Regions from separate parts of the Mus musculus genome. Here region 2 is linked to region 1. A link is a contact called in public HiChIP or PLAC-seq data. All regions are on one chromosome and are shown on one strand. The core of a region is the stretch at or near the end of the contact, and the rest is flanking DNA. Distances in the headings are between cores, read along the strand shown.

The links. HiChIP or PLAC-seq counts read pairs in DNA pulled down with a chosen protein or histone mark.
Region 2: a contact with region 1 is called in an H3K4me3 HiChIP or PLAC-seq map of bone marrow-derived macrophages, with 4 times the contacts expected there. The contact joins the promoter of Clcc1 here to the promoter of Csf1 in region 1. A contact is called at or near these places in 2 of 39 promoter capture datasets (both in liver) and 1 of 115 datasets of contacts at active chromatin or transcription factors (bone marrow-derived macrophages).

Annotation. Positions count from the first base shown.
Region 1 is chr3:107,756,116-107,762,162 of GRCm38.p6, reverse strand. Csf1 (colony stimulating factor 1 (macrophage)) reads left to right here and starts at 1,694. Exons shown (of 9, transcript NM_007778.4): 1 at 1,694-2,138; 2 at 5,424-5,546. The coding sequence starts at 2,100. The region is part of intron 1 of Gm40121 (a long non-coding RNA gene); the gene reads right to left.
Region 2 is chr3:108,650,351-108,656,580 of GRCm38.p6, reverse strand. It overlaps Clcc1 (chloride channel CLIC-like 1), which reads right to left and starts at 2,668. Exons shown (of 12, transcript NM_145543.2): 1 at 2,601-2,668.

The DNA of each region.
Region 1 (6,047 bases), core at 445-2,944:
TTCGGAGTGAAGTGAAATGGGGTGCTACCCAGAGGAAGCCTCCCAGCTCAGGGTGCAGGTCAAACGTAATCACTACTCTCACTAGTATTCAGTGGTTCTAAACGTAATTACTACTATCACTAGTATTCAGTGATTCTAAACGTAATCACTACTATCACTAGTATTCAGTGGTTCTAAACGTAATCACTACTCTCACTAGTATTCAGTGGTTCTAAACGTAATCACTACTATCACTAGTATTCAGTGGTTCTAAACGTAATCACTACTATCACTAGTATTCAGTGATTCTAAACGTAATCACTACTATCACTAGTATTCAGTGATTCTAAACGTAATAACTACTATCACTAGTATTCAGTGGTTCTAAACGTAATCACTACTATCACTAGTATTCAGTGATTCTAAACGTAATCACTACTATCACTAGTATTCAGTGGTTCTAAACCTTCTCAATGCTGAGACCTTTCAATACAGTTCCTCATGTTGTGGTGGCGCCCCAACCACAAAATTATTCCATTGCTACTTCACAAGTGTAATTTTGCTACTGTTATGAATCATAATGTAAAGCATATGATATGCAGGATATCTGACTTGTGACCCCCCAAAGAGGTTGCCACCCACAAGTTGAGAACCACCAGTTTAAAATAATGTAGAGAATGAATGAATGAATGAATGAATGCCAACTTAACTGGGAGGAATGGGTTGCGTCCAGTGGGAACACAGAAAGAAGGAATTATCCATCAGCCTGAAGCATCCCAGAAGGCTTTGCAAGACAAGGATAAGATGTGATTATAACCTTAAAAGGTGAGACATTCACCTTAAGATGGATGGGGGAAAGGAAGACTTCATGTCCGAGGAAGCAGCCTGAGCAAAGGTTTATGAGGGACGTTGTTGCTCTGAGCTAGGTAGTGCAAGGAAATGGAGGACACGTGACAAAAGTGCCCCTTTGAGACCAGACCACTCATCTGGGCATGACGGGATTGAAACACATTGAATCAGGATAAATGGAAGGAAGAAAAAGATCCTGACGTTGGCAATATAATTAATAGGCTCCTCTTGATAGGTTAATCTAGATCCATTCTCATGTAAAGACAAAATGTGATTGCACAAATGCATTTCCAACAGAGTTGAGGGAAATCTAGAGTCCAGGCACACCAACCTTTCCACATAAGCTGGGTTTGGCAGCCCAGGAGCAGGGGGCCAGCCAGTGCTTTCAGGTTAAGCACCTGAAGTGTCTCCTGGCAGAGTGCAGAAACACCCAGCTAGTTGTCACAGGACCAAGTCCTTCCTCTCCTACCCAGGTAGCTGGATGCTCCCCACTTCTCCCTACAGCCAGGGGAGAGGATAGTATAGTAGTATAGTAGATTCTTTGAACAATGCATAGGAGGGAGCAAGCCAATCTGCAAACCTGCTGCCCTGGGTTCCATGAGGGACTTGAATGGAGCTGCAGCAGAGAGGCGTTGGTCCATCCCCATTCAAGTCCTGTTCAATGTACTCTGTCCGTTTCCTGCTCAGATTTGAGGATTTTCGGGCCTTGAGGGAAAGTCCCTAGGGGCCAGCATTAGACCGAGAACAATCACACGAGATTGACAAGAGTGGCGAGCACAGAAGGAAAGGCAGTGTCTTGTCCAGAGCTCGAGAAGGGCGGGGGAGGGCGGTGGAGCCCGGGTTACTTTGAGGAGGCTGCACAGCCACAGAGCGACGGGGAAGAGAGCTAGCGGGGACGACCAGGCGGCCCGCTTGGGGGAAGGGAGTCGGCGGCTCAGTGGGCCTCTGGGGTGTAGTATGTGTCAGTGCCTGTGAGTGTGTTTGTGTGTGTGTATGTCTGTGTGTGTCTGGCGGAGAGCCAGGGTGATTTCCCATAAACCACATGCCCCGCCAGCCCGCCCGCTTAAAAGGCTGTGCCGAGGGCTGGCCAGCGAAGCTCGGCCAGGGGAAAGTGAAAGTTTGCCTCGGTGCTCTCGGTGTCGCTGCGGCTCTCTGCATCCCAGGACAGCGGCGTGGCCCTCGACCGGGGCGCGGGCTCTTCAGCCACTAGCGAGCAAGGGAGCGAGCGAACCAGGGCGGCCAACACGCCGTGCCGGGACCCAGCTGCCCGTATGACCGCGCGGGGCGCCGCGGGGCGCTGCCCTTCTTCGGTAAGCTGCAACCGTGGCGCGCGGGGCCCGGGCCGGGCTGGGGCAGGAGCTCTGCAGCAAGCAGCAGGCGGCTCTGCGGGGCCACTTGGAGCGGACAGCCCCTTCTCGCCAGCTGCCCAGGCTTCTCGGCCCTGGGTTCTGGCTTCCTTACTGCTTCTAAGCTACGGCTGAGGCCCGCGGTATTTCAATAGCTGCTCCTGGGGCTGCAGCGCTTTGCGAGGTAAAGAGAAGGCTGCTCATCCCATTGCACGGAGGAGAACACTGAGCTACCCACAGGCTGGAGAGAGAGATGGGGGTCTGGGGGGGGGGGGTATCGCAGGGATTGGCACAGGCCCAATGTCTGCCAGAATGGTCAACCAGGTCTCCAGGTTCCGAGTGACACAAGATCCGAGTGTGGCATCATCCCCAGTAGATATCTTTCTTTGGTTGTTGCACATGTTTTAGGCCCCAGTTGGGAGTGGGCCTTCAGGGTAGGGAAAATTCAGGCTCACTCAGCTTTACACCAGGACCTGTGCTGAGCAACCTGTTGGCAGAGAGAGAGAGAGAGAGAGAGAGAGAGAGAGAGAGATGGGCATGCTGCTACTTGTTCAATGGATGTGTAGGAACTATTAGGGACTTGGGTGGCTCTTTGAGGGGAGCTGGACCCGAATCTTTTCTTGAAGAAAATGAGATGGGGCTATTCTAGACTCTGCGGCTGACTGAGGAAAGAAAGTGCAAGGAGAGTTCAGAGCTGCAGCTGATAATGGGCTGCTCAGAAGCTGTCTCCAGTAATGGCAGCAGATGATAGCATGGCTCTTACAGAGTGAAGGATGGTACTTTCAATCCACAGCAAGTGGGTTTGCTTCAGAAGAGAATGAGAGGGAAAACCTGGAGGGTAGGAACCGAACTTGTGATGGGCAGCGCGTTGCAGGTGTCTGGGAGGAGAGAAAAGTAGAACAGCAGAGAGAGGGGCTCAGTGAGAGGCAGAAGGTGGGGTTAGGAGGAGGGGAAGGGAGGAAGTTATCCCACATGCAACAAGCATAAAGAGAGAAGAGGGAAGAAAAGAAAGACTACAAGGAGACATAAGAGGAAAGAGAGGAGGCCGAGGTTCAGCCAGGCAGTCAGGCCGGGTCTCTGTCTGCAGACTGTACTGATTGGAAAATGGAACATGATGTCTTGAAGTGCTCAGAGACTGCCGCAGTTTCCAGGCTGCTCTCATAGTCAGAGGCTGAGGCAGTGGGTGGGAGGAAGAAGCAAGCCAGGAAGAGCCTGTCCAGCCAGATGCAGGCTAGAGTATTAACCCTTGGGTGTCCATCTGTATCCCTGTCTATGGCAGCATTGGGGTTACAGAGCCAGATCCAGGAGTGGCTGGTCATCTTTGAAGCCAGCAGCTGTGCATTATTTCTGTGCATGCTTGAAATGCCACCAAAAGCCAGGTAGCCCTGAAGTAATGTCTTTATCTTGCTATCTCCAAACATCAATGGCTTGAAATTCCTGGGTTGAGATATTTCTGAACATCTCCATTCCCGGGTCCTTTCCTTCATACCATACACACATGGACTGACAGGCTGAGTGATACCAGCCTGGGCCAGAGTCATCTTCTGCAGTCATTTCCTTTAACAGGTTCTGAGACTGGGGTTCAGGAGACCCGGGCTGCCACTCCCACTCAGGACTAACTTTCCAATTGCCCAACCATGCCCAATGCAGTTTATCAACCCATAGCTGGCTGCACCCTCTCCCCCACCTCTTTCTCCCTGTCTCTCTGTGTCTGTCACTCTGTGTCTCTGACTGTCTGTCTCTGACTGTCTGTCTCTGACTCTCTGTCTCTCTCTCTCTCTAAGGTCAGGCAAGGAACCTAACAGGTCCTGTGCGTAATGGCATTAGGCAACCCTGTGCCTTAACACCCATCAGCATCTTCCACCCTTTAAGGCCTCACTCTTCCCTCCGCATGGCCCAGCCAAAGCTGCCTTTCCTCCCTGGTACTCACTGGCAAGGCTTTGGGCTTTTAGATGTAACCCAGTGTTGTTATGGACTGTTTCATAGCCTCCCTGTGTTTTTCCAATGCGCTCCTATTTGCAACATTTGTCTCATCATCTGGACTATTGGGGCAGAGCCAGATCCAAGAAGGTGCCAGTCATCACTCCACCCTGCCAGCATTTCCCTGAATTGGGGGATATCAGCAGCCAGAATGCTCAGAATGGCAGCATCAGGCCAGGGAAAGAAAGCCCAAGAGTCCCTCTGCCCCAGGCTGGCATCTCCCGGGATACCCTATTGGAGCCCGAAGGGATGGAAGGATTTTAGAGTAGAGGAGGAGGAAGGAAGAAAGGAGAAAGGAAGGACCCAGTCAGGTGTCAGGAGCCAGACCTAGGACTCTAGGGATGAGCAGCTGCAGGGCCAGGTGGGTGCTGACGGAAAGGAGAGAACTTTCTTGCTGTGGCAAGAGTTTGCTGACTAGATGAAGGGCCTGATGGGTCTCAGATAAACAGATGCCAGCAGGGAAACACAGCATTGTCCTTGATTAGTCAGCTGGACTCCTCTTGAAATGCAAGTCCAAGGCTCTAGGAGGTCTCCCACTGGAGCTGAGTTCCCAGTGTTGCATCCTGGTATTTTCCCCTGTAGAACCAGACCTGTGTAACCAGGTGGGAAGGAAGGAATGAAGGAAGGAAGGAAGGTGCCAGGGGTAATGAGTGTTTCTGGCTTGCAATCTGAAAGCTAGTGACTGACCACAAGTTTGAAGGCAGCTTACAAGGTATCTATTTGTCTCAGTGTTAAAAGTTAAAAGGATAGAAAATCTTACCCTTGAGTCTCTCAGTCACTAAAACTTATACTGGTTGGCACACCACCAGTATTATCATTAGACATTCTCTGTAAGATGGAAAGGTGGCTCATCATTTAAAAACACTTGTTGCTCTTGCAGTGGATCCAGGTTCAAATCCCAGAATCTAGATGATGGTTCACAACCATTCATACCTCCAGGTCCAGGAGATTCCAAGAAGGAAGCACATAGAGTGTGTGCATGCAAGCAGGCAAAATATTCATAAACACAAAACAAAAACAGTAAGCCTTTTAAAATTGTCTTTTAAAGTACTCTGTATTGTTGAGCTGCTCTGGGTTAACCTCAGAAGAGTTCTTGGAGAAGATGGCATTTGGGCTATTACCAAGGGAAGAGTGAGGTGGTGCCCTGGCTGATAAGAATCTAATGGTGCTGCAGCATGGGAATGGGGCGTTGTTTCTTTGCCCTTAGTGGGACATGGGGGTAGCTAGGGAGAGGAAGTGCTGGAAAGACATGACTCCCTTCTGTTATAGACATGGCTGGGCTCCCGGCTGCTGCTGGTCTGTCTCCTCATGAGCAGGAGTATTGCCAAGGAGGTGTCAGAACACTGTAGCCACATGATTGGGAATGGACACCTGAAGGTCCTGCAGCAGTTGGTGAGTATGAGACCATGCCTTCTCCTCACTGAGGAAACTGAGGTAGCAAGCCAGAAGGCAGAGTCAAAGAGAGGCTTCCAGAAAACAGTCAAGTGGATAATGGCTCTCCTGGTACTTCTCTCATTGATCTTTTTAGGTCCTCCCAACCCCTTAGTCTGGGTCACCTGTAGTGACTAGGGTGGGCTTCTAACTGCTGCCTGGGTTAATGGTTGTCCAGGAATGTCCACTATGGATTCTAAACTGCTCCTTGACCCTGCTCTGACTCAGACAATGCCTCCTTTGGGAAGTCAGCCCAGTCTGCCTGCTGGGTCCAGATGGTTCATCCTGCTCCTGGATAGCCAGATCCCTGAGCGCCTGGCACCAGGGCCCCACCCAAATTTAGATGGGAGGCTCTAGCCTAACTCTGCGCCTTCTGCCTTCATTCCCCTGATCCTTGCCCCTGAGGTTGGAATGCCCTGCTCATCTGGGCCAGGAAGGAACCCAGGTCCCATTCTAATAGGC
Region 2 (6,230 bases), core at 1,419-3,918, 890 kb before region 1:
GCACCCACACAGCAGTTCAGACCCGGCTGTAACTCCACTTCCAGGGCATCTGACTCCCTTTTCTGCCCTTTTGTGCACACACGGTGCACAGACATACATACAGGTAAAAGACCCATAATTTTTTTTTTTTTTTTTTTTTTTTTTGGTTTTTCGAGACAGGGTTTCTCTTTTAGCTCTGGCTGTCCTGGAACTCACTCTGTAGACCAAGCTGGCCTCGAACTCAGAAATCCGCCTGCCTCTGCCTCCCGAGTGCTGGGATTAAAGGCGTGCGCCACCACGCCCGGCTATAAGACCCATAAATTTTTTTAAAGGAAAAAAATTTTAAGGAAAAAAAAAAGAGGAGGGGCTTGGCTGAAAAAAACAAGTATTGGTTATACTCAATATGTCAAAGACATTCAGTAAAGCCCAAGAAAAGGTCACTTGATGAGTTAATTAAATAACCACTTACTGAAAGAGTAATAGGGAAAGGACCAGTATTAATGAGTGAAGAAGTAATTAAGAGCATATAAAAACTGAAATAAGGGCTGGAGAGATGGCTCAGCGGTTAAGAGCACTGGCTGCTCTTCCAAAGGTCATGAGTTCAATTCCCAGCAACCACATGGTGGCTCACAACCATCTGTAATTGGATCTAATGCCCTCTTCTGGTGTATCTGAAGACAGCAACAGTATACTCATATAAACATAAAATATTAAAAAAAAAAAAAAAAACCTGAAATAAAAGCTACAGAAACGGCATCCTGTATCCCTTTCGTGGGCATGGCATACTTCTTCATCAACAGAACGAGTGAGAAGGAAGACAAATTTTCTCAGATAAAAACAGGAGTTTAGGGTGAAGGTAACGGACGTTTAGAAAACAAAAGCAAGAGGGCATCACTTATGGAGGCTGACAGCCTGCCAAGTACCACTCACAAAGTTACACCACGGGCAACCACGTGACTTTCTCCAATAGTGACCAGCAGGTGAAGAGTTAACCAAGACTACAGAATGAATAAAATGATGGAAGGCAAAAAAAAAAAAAAAAAAAAGGGGGGGGGGAGGCAGCCAGAGTTAGATTCCACACCAGAATGAGCTGGGAAGTCAAAAAGGGGGGGGGGGGGGCTATGGAAGAAACCAAAACCACAATCAATTGGAAATTCAATCCCTCCTGTCAGAGGCCGGTGGTCATCTAAGACTAGAACTCTTTGAAAACAACAACACTTAGAACTGATCCCACACTTCCTCCAAAGTTGCAATCTGGACCTGCTTCGAGCTTATTTTAAAGACAAGTCTCTGAGATAGGGCCAGCCAGTGCTACATAGACTGACTCGGAAAAACAAAAACATCACAAAAATCTTCCTATGTTGCCTCAGTTTATGAAAAAAACCTGCGTTACTCTATGACTTGTCGGTGGACACCAGTTAGTTTGTATCATTTTCTCATTGCCTCAACTACAACACATGTACTCCAGTGCGCACAATAATAGTATATAAAAAAACATACTCATACAATAATAGAGGACATTTTGTTACTGAAACATATGCTCCTTTAATCCTTACAAAAACTCTTGGAAAGGGCACCACTGTCTCAATCCCAGAAAAAACGGGTAACATGCCCATGGCCTCTGAGCTCTGAGAGGTTCCTTGGAGGTTAGGGTTCAAAAGCGGGTGAGGAAACTCTGCTGGGTCTTATCACACAGGTGGGAAAACCAGAAAAGGGGCTTCTCACAGGGGCGGCCTCTGGCTTAGCTCTTAAGATGTGCAGGCTGATTGACAGCCACGAAATGGAAACCCTCAAGAAAGTCACTGATTTCAAAGAATCAGAGGTCTAACCAACCAGCCAAGCAGGACTAACCGGGTTAAGGGAAGTCAAATTCTCGGTTATCTTAGAAGCGGGAAGTCGCTATTTAGCTCACGCGTGTTCTTGTCCTTTCCTGGCAATTGAGGTTGTTTTTTTCTGTTTGTTTGTTTGTTTGTTTTTCGAAACGAGGTTTCTCGGTGTATCCTGGAAACGCTGTAGACCAGGCAGGCCTCGAACTCAGAGATCCGCCTGCCTTTGCCTCCGGAGTGCTGGGATTAAAGGGTGCCCACCGCCCACCAGACAATTTTCATTTCCAATATGTGCCCAGACAACGCTGAGAAGAGCACTTTTATAATCAGTATCATGGAGAAAACCTGACGTTTTGCACCTAATTATAAACCCACAGACTTACAGCATCAACTAACTTAATATACTCAAATTAAATTTGGAGTTTCATACCATTACTCCAACAAATCCAATATATATATATAATTTTTTGGCCGTCAGTATTTGTTGCAGATTCTGCCAAGGTTTCAGATAACACAAGCAAGGATGCTCTTGCCCCAGGGTGGGCCGCTCGGTATATTCGCAGGGTTAGCCGAGACAAGGGGAATGACTGGCGGGCGCTGTCTACCCGCGTAAGACGGAACAGGGAATCGCCACGGGCCCAGGCCCCGGCACCTCTCACGCTGCCGCGCCGCCTCCCACGCAGACCCGCGGGCCGCCCCGACACACCGAAGAGCGCCCACTCACGTCGAGGGTCCTGCCTGCTCTTTCAGAGGGACCCGGGCCAGCCCGGCCGCGGAAGACGCCGAGCCGCCTACCTCAAACACGGTGCACTCGGACTGGAGTCCCGAGCGGACTCATCGACTCGCTCGGCCCGCAGCTGTGCGGCCTTCCCGCGCGCGTTGCTGATTGGCTGCGCCGCGGGGGCGGAGGCGGGGGCGGGACCAGGCCGCGCTCCTCTGCTCTGAAGTAAGGGCTTTTCAATTACCCAACCACCAGTTCAGTTCAGACGGTCGTGGCTAAAGGAGCCAAGTACGTCTAAATAAGTAAATAAGTAATAAGTAAATAAGGAAAGAAAAGAAAGAAAGAAAGAAAGAAAGAAAGAAAGAAAGAAAGAAAGAAAGAAAGAAAGAAAGAAAGAAAGAAAGAAAGAAAGAAAGAAAGAAAAAGAGAGAGAGAGAGAGAGAGAGAGAGAGAGAAAGAAAGAGGGGGGAGGGAGGGAGAGAAGGAGAGAGAGAGAGATAGAGAGAGAGATCTACTTCGAACATAACTTTCTAAGTGGAAGATAATGGTTAACTAGTACTATATATAGTGAGGGAGGCAAATGGGAGTTTGGACGTAAGGTTTGTTTTGTGTTTATCTTCAACTTCTGGCTTTGCAGTTTCCAAAGTGTCCAAAGAGGAACCCCACCCCAGAAATGAATACAAAAACTAACTGGCAATGAGACACTGTTAGTATTTAATTTGGTATTCTTGGGTATACATACATCATTTACAACTTTTTAAGATTTGTAGTCGTTTTAGATTTATTTCATATGTATGAGTGCTTTGCTTCATATAGTATGTGTTCCACGTGCGTGTCTAGTACATACAGGGGTCAGAAGAGGGGGTTGGATCCCCCTAGATAGGAAGTCCCAGATAATTGTGGCACCAACACGTATTTTCTTTTTAATTCTGATTGTGTTTCTGCATATGAATGCAGTTGCCAGCAGAGGTCAGAGCTGCAGTTGCCAGCAGAGCATCAGGTACCTGAGATGCAGAGTTATCGGTGATCTTGAGCCACAAAACTCGGTTGCTGGAAACCGAACTTGAGTTCTTTTAACAGCTAAGCCACTTCTCCAGCCCCATTGCTACTGTGGCTGGTAGCCTTTCAGATGTAGATGATAAGATCCTACTGCTGTAGCAACCATGTGTGTACAGAAGTCAAGATGGAACTGGACTGAATGCTTACTCTGGAAGGTTAGCTTTCATAACATAAGGATGCCTTATGGAAGAAGTCACCAGCAGTCTTGCCCTGCTGTGACCTTGTATGTTACCCGGCTGCCCTCCCAGGCAAGATGTACCCACATTTGCAATAGTGGCAAACTGTTAAGTGGGTAGCCATCTTCTTTCCAGCTTGATTTGAGGCCCACTCCATAGGAGGGGATTCATGTCCGGCACAGTAGACCTGATCAAATCTGCGTCTGGGAGGTCAATGCCCTAGGGGGGAAGCTACTGTTCTTTTGCTGACTAAATGTATCATACATATCAAGCAGCCTTCCAAATATTTATGTTTACCCAAACATTAGTACTGCCTTCAGCTTTGGGCAAAGAAGCTTCATTTTGCAGTAGTAGTGCTTAATACAGAGACTCATAACTGCTCAAAGTGCTGAGAATAAGTGGCTTGAATGCTCAGCCCTAAATGAAACATCTAACTTGCTCCTTCCAAAACTCAAAGAACATCATTTGGTGGGTTGGGGGGTGGGGGTGGTAATGGTAGAATCTGAGAGCCAGAGGAAGGGTAGAAAGGTAGGCGTGTTGTGGACTCTTGTCTCCCTGGCACGACATGAACTCACTAGTAGCTAAGAACTGTTACAAGGCAGTATCTGTCTTGACGTTGTGAACATGACATGTGAACATGGAACAGGGCTATGGGCAGTTAATGATTGCTTGAGGAGAGGAGGTATTTTCTTCAATGGTATAGCAACTAATTAAGTTGCCAATCTATACTGTAAATAACCTTTCACCTTTGCTCACGTAACCAACCCTAATTAAACTTATATTAGCTGAGTCTCCACTCTTCTTTTTAATAGCATGCATTAATTATAGATAATGGTTTCATCGTATTTTCATGTTTATAATGTATTTTGATCAAACCCACTTATTATAACCCTCTTTTGTCCCCTTCCCCCTCCTCCTGACCCACTTTCCACATCAGTTCTTGTACAGTCACATTTTATTTGTGTGACTCAATAGGTTTAATTATGGATGCTTACACATGAGCATGGATAAGGAGGAGAGATTATGAAGTTAAGGTTATCCTTGGATATAGGGATTTGGGGCCACCAAACTCCTTTATCCATCTTTATTGGTTATTTTCCTGTTGCTGTGATCAGAAGCTCTGACACAAGCATCTTAGGGGAGAGGGGCTTATTTGAGTTCAGAGTTCAGGGGAAGACTGGAAGTCATGAAGCAGGAATGTGACACAGCTAGTCACATTAGGTTCTTGATCCGAAAGTAGAGTGACAAAGGAATGCTAGTGCTCCACTTGCTCTCTCCCTTGTAGCCAGTCCAGTACACCAGTCCATGGGGTGAGGCTGCCCACAGTTAAGGTGGGCCTTCCTACCTCTGTGTCTTAGTCAGGGTTTCTATTCCTGCACAAACATCATGACCAAGAAGCAAGTTGGGGAGGAAAGGGTTTATTCAGTTTACACTTCCACATTGCTGTTCATCACTAAAGGAAGTCGGGACTGGAACTCAAGCAGGTCAGGAAGCAGGAGCTGATGCAAGGCCATGGAGTGATGTTCTTTACTGGCTTGCTCAGCCTGCTTTCTTACAGAACCAAAACTACCAGCCCAGAGATGGTACCACCCACAAGGGGCCCTTCCCCCTTGATCACTAATTGAGAAAATGCCTTACAGTTGGATCTCATGGAGGCATTTCCCCAACTGAAGCTCCTTTCTTTGTAATAACTCCAGCCTGTGTCAAGTTGACACACAAAACCAGCCAGTACACTGTTAATCTAATTTTGAGATATGCCCAAGGACTGTTTGTCAAGTAGACAGTATTAGCTGCCACACTATTCATCCAATCATAGCCAAGTTGATTATCCTGTCCTTTGTCATCTTTGAAACATTAGGATAGGTAGTTGAGTCAGGCACATCAGGACATAGAGACAGAACTCTGGCCCTAAAACTCCATTAGCATATATGTTAATGTTTTTTAAAGATTTGTTTTATGTGAATGAATGTTTTGCCCATGTGCATGTATGTGCATCACACATGTGTACCTGTTAGCTTCCCCTGGAACTGAATTTACAGATGGTTGTGGTAGTATTTTGAAAGAAAATGGCCCCTGTAGGCTCATAGGCAGTGGCACTATTAGGAGGCATGACTTTATTGGAGTAGGTGTGGCTACTGAAGAGTGTGTCACTAGTGGGTGGGCTCTGAGGTCTCTGAAGCTCAAGCCAGGCCTAGTGGCTGAGTCTTCCTTTCTGCTGCCTCCTATCTGATACAGAACTCTCAGCTCCTCCAACACCATGCCTGCCTGCATGCTACCATGGTTCCCACTATGATGACAATGGACTAAACCACTGAACCTGTAAGCCAAGCCCAATTAAATGTTTTCTTTTACAAGAATTGATGCGGTCATGGTGTCTCTTCACAGCAACAAAGCCCTAAGACAGTTGTGAACCACCATATGGGTACTGGGAATCGAATCTAGTTATCTGCAAGAGCAACAAGTGCTGTT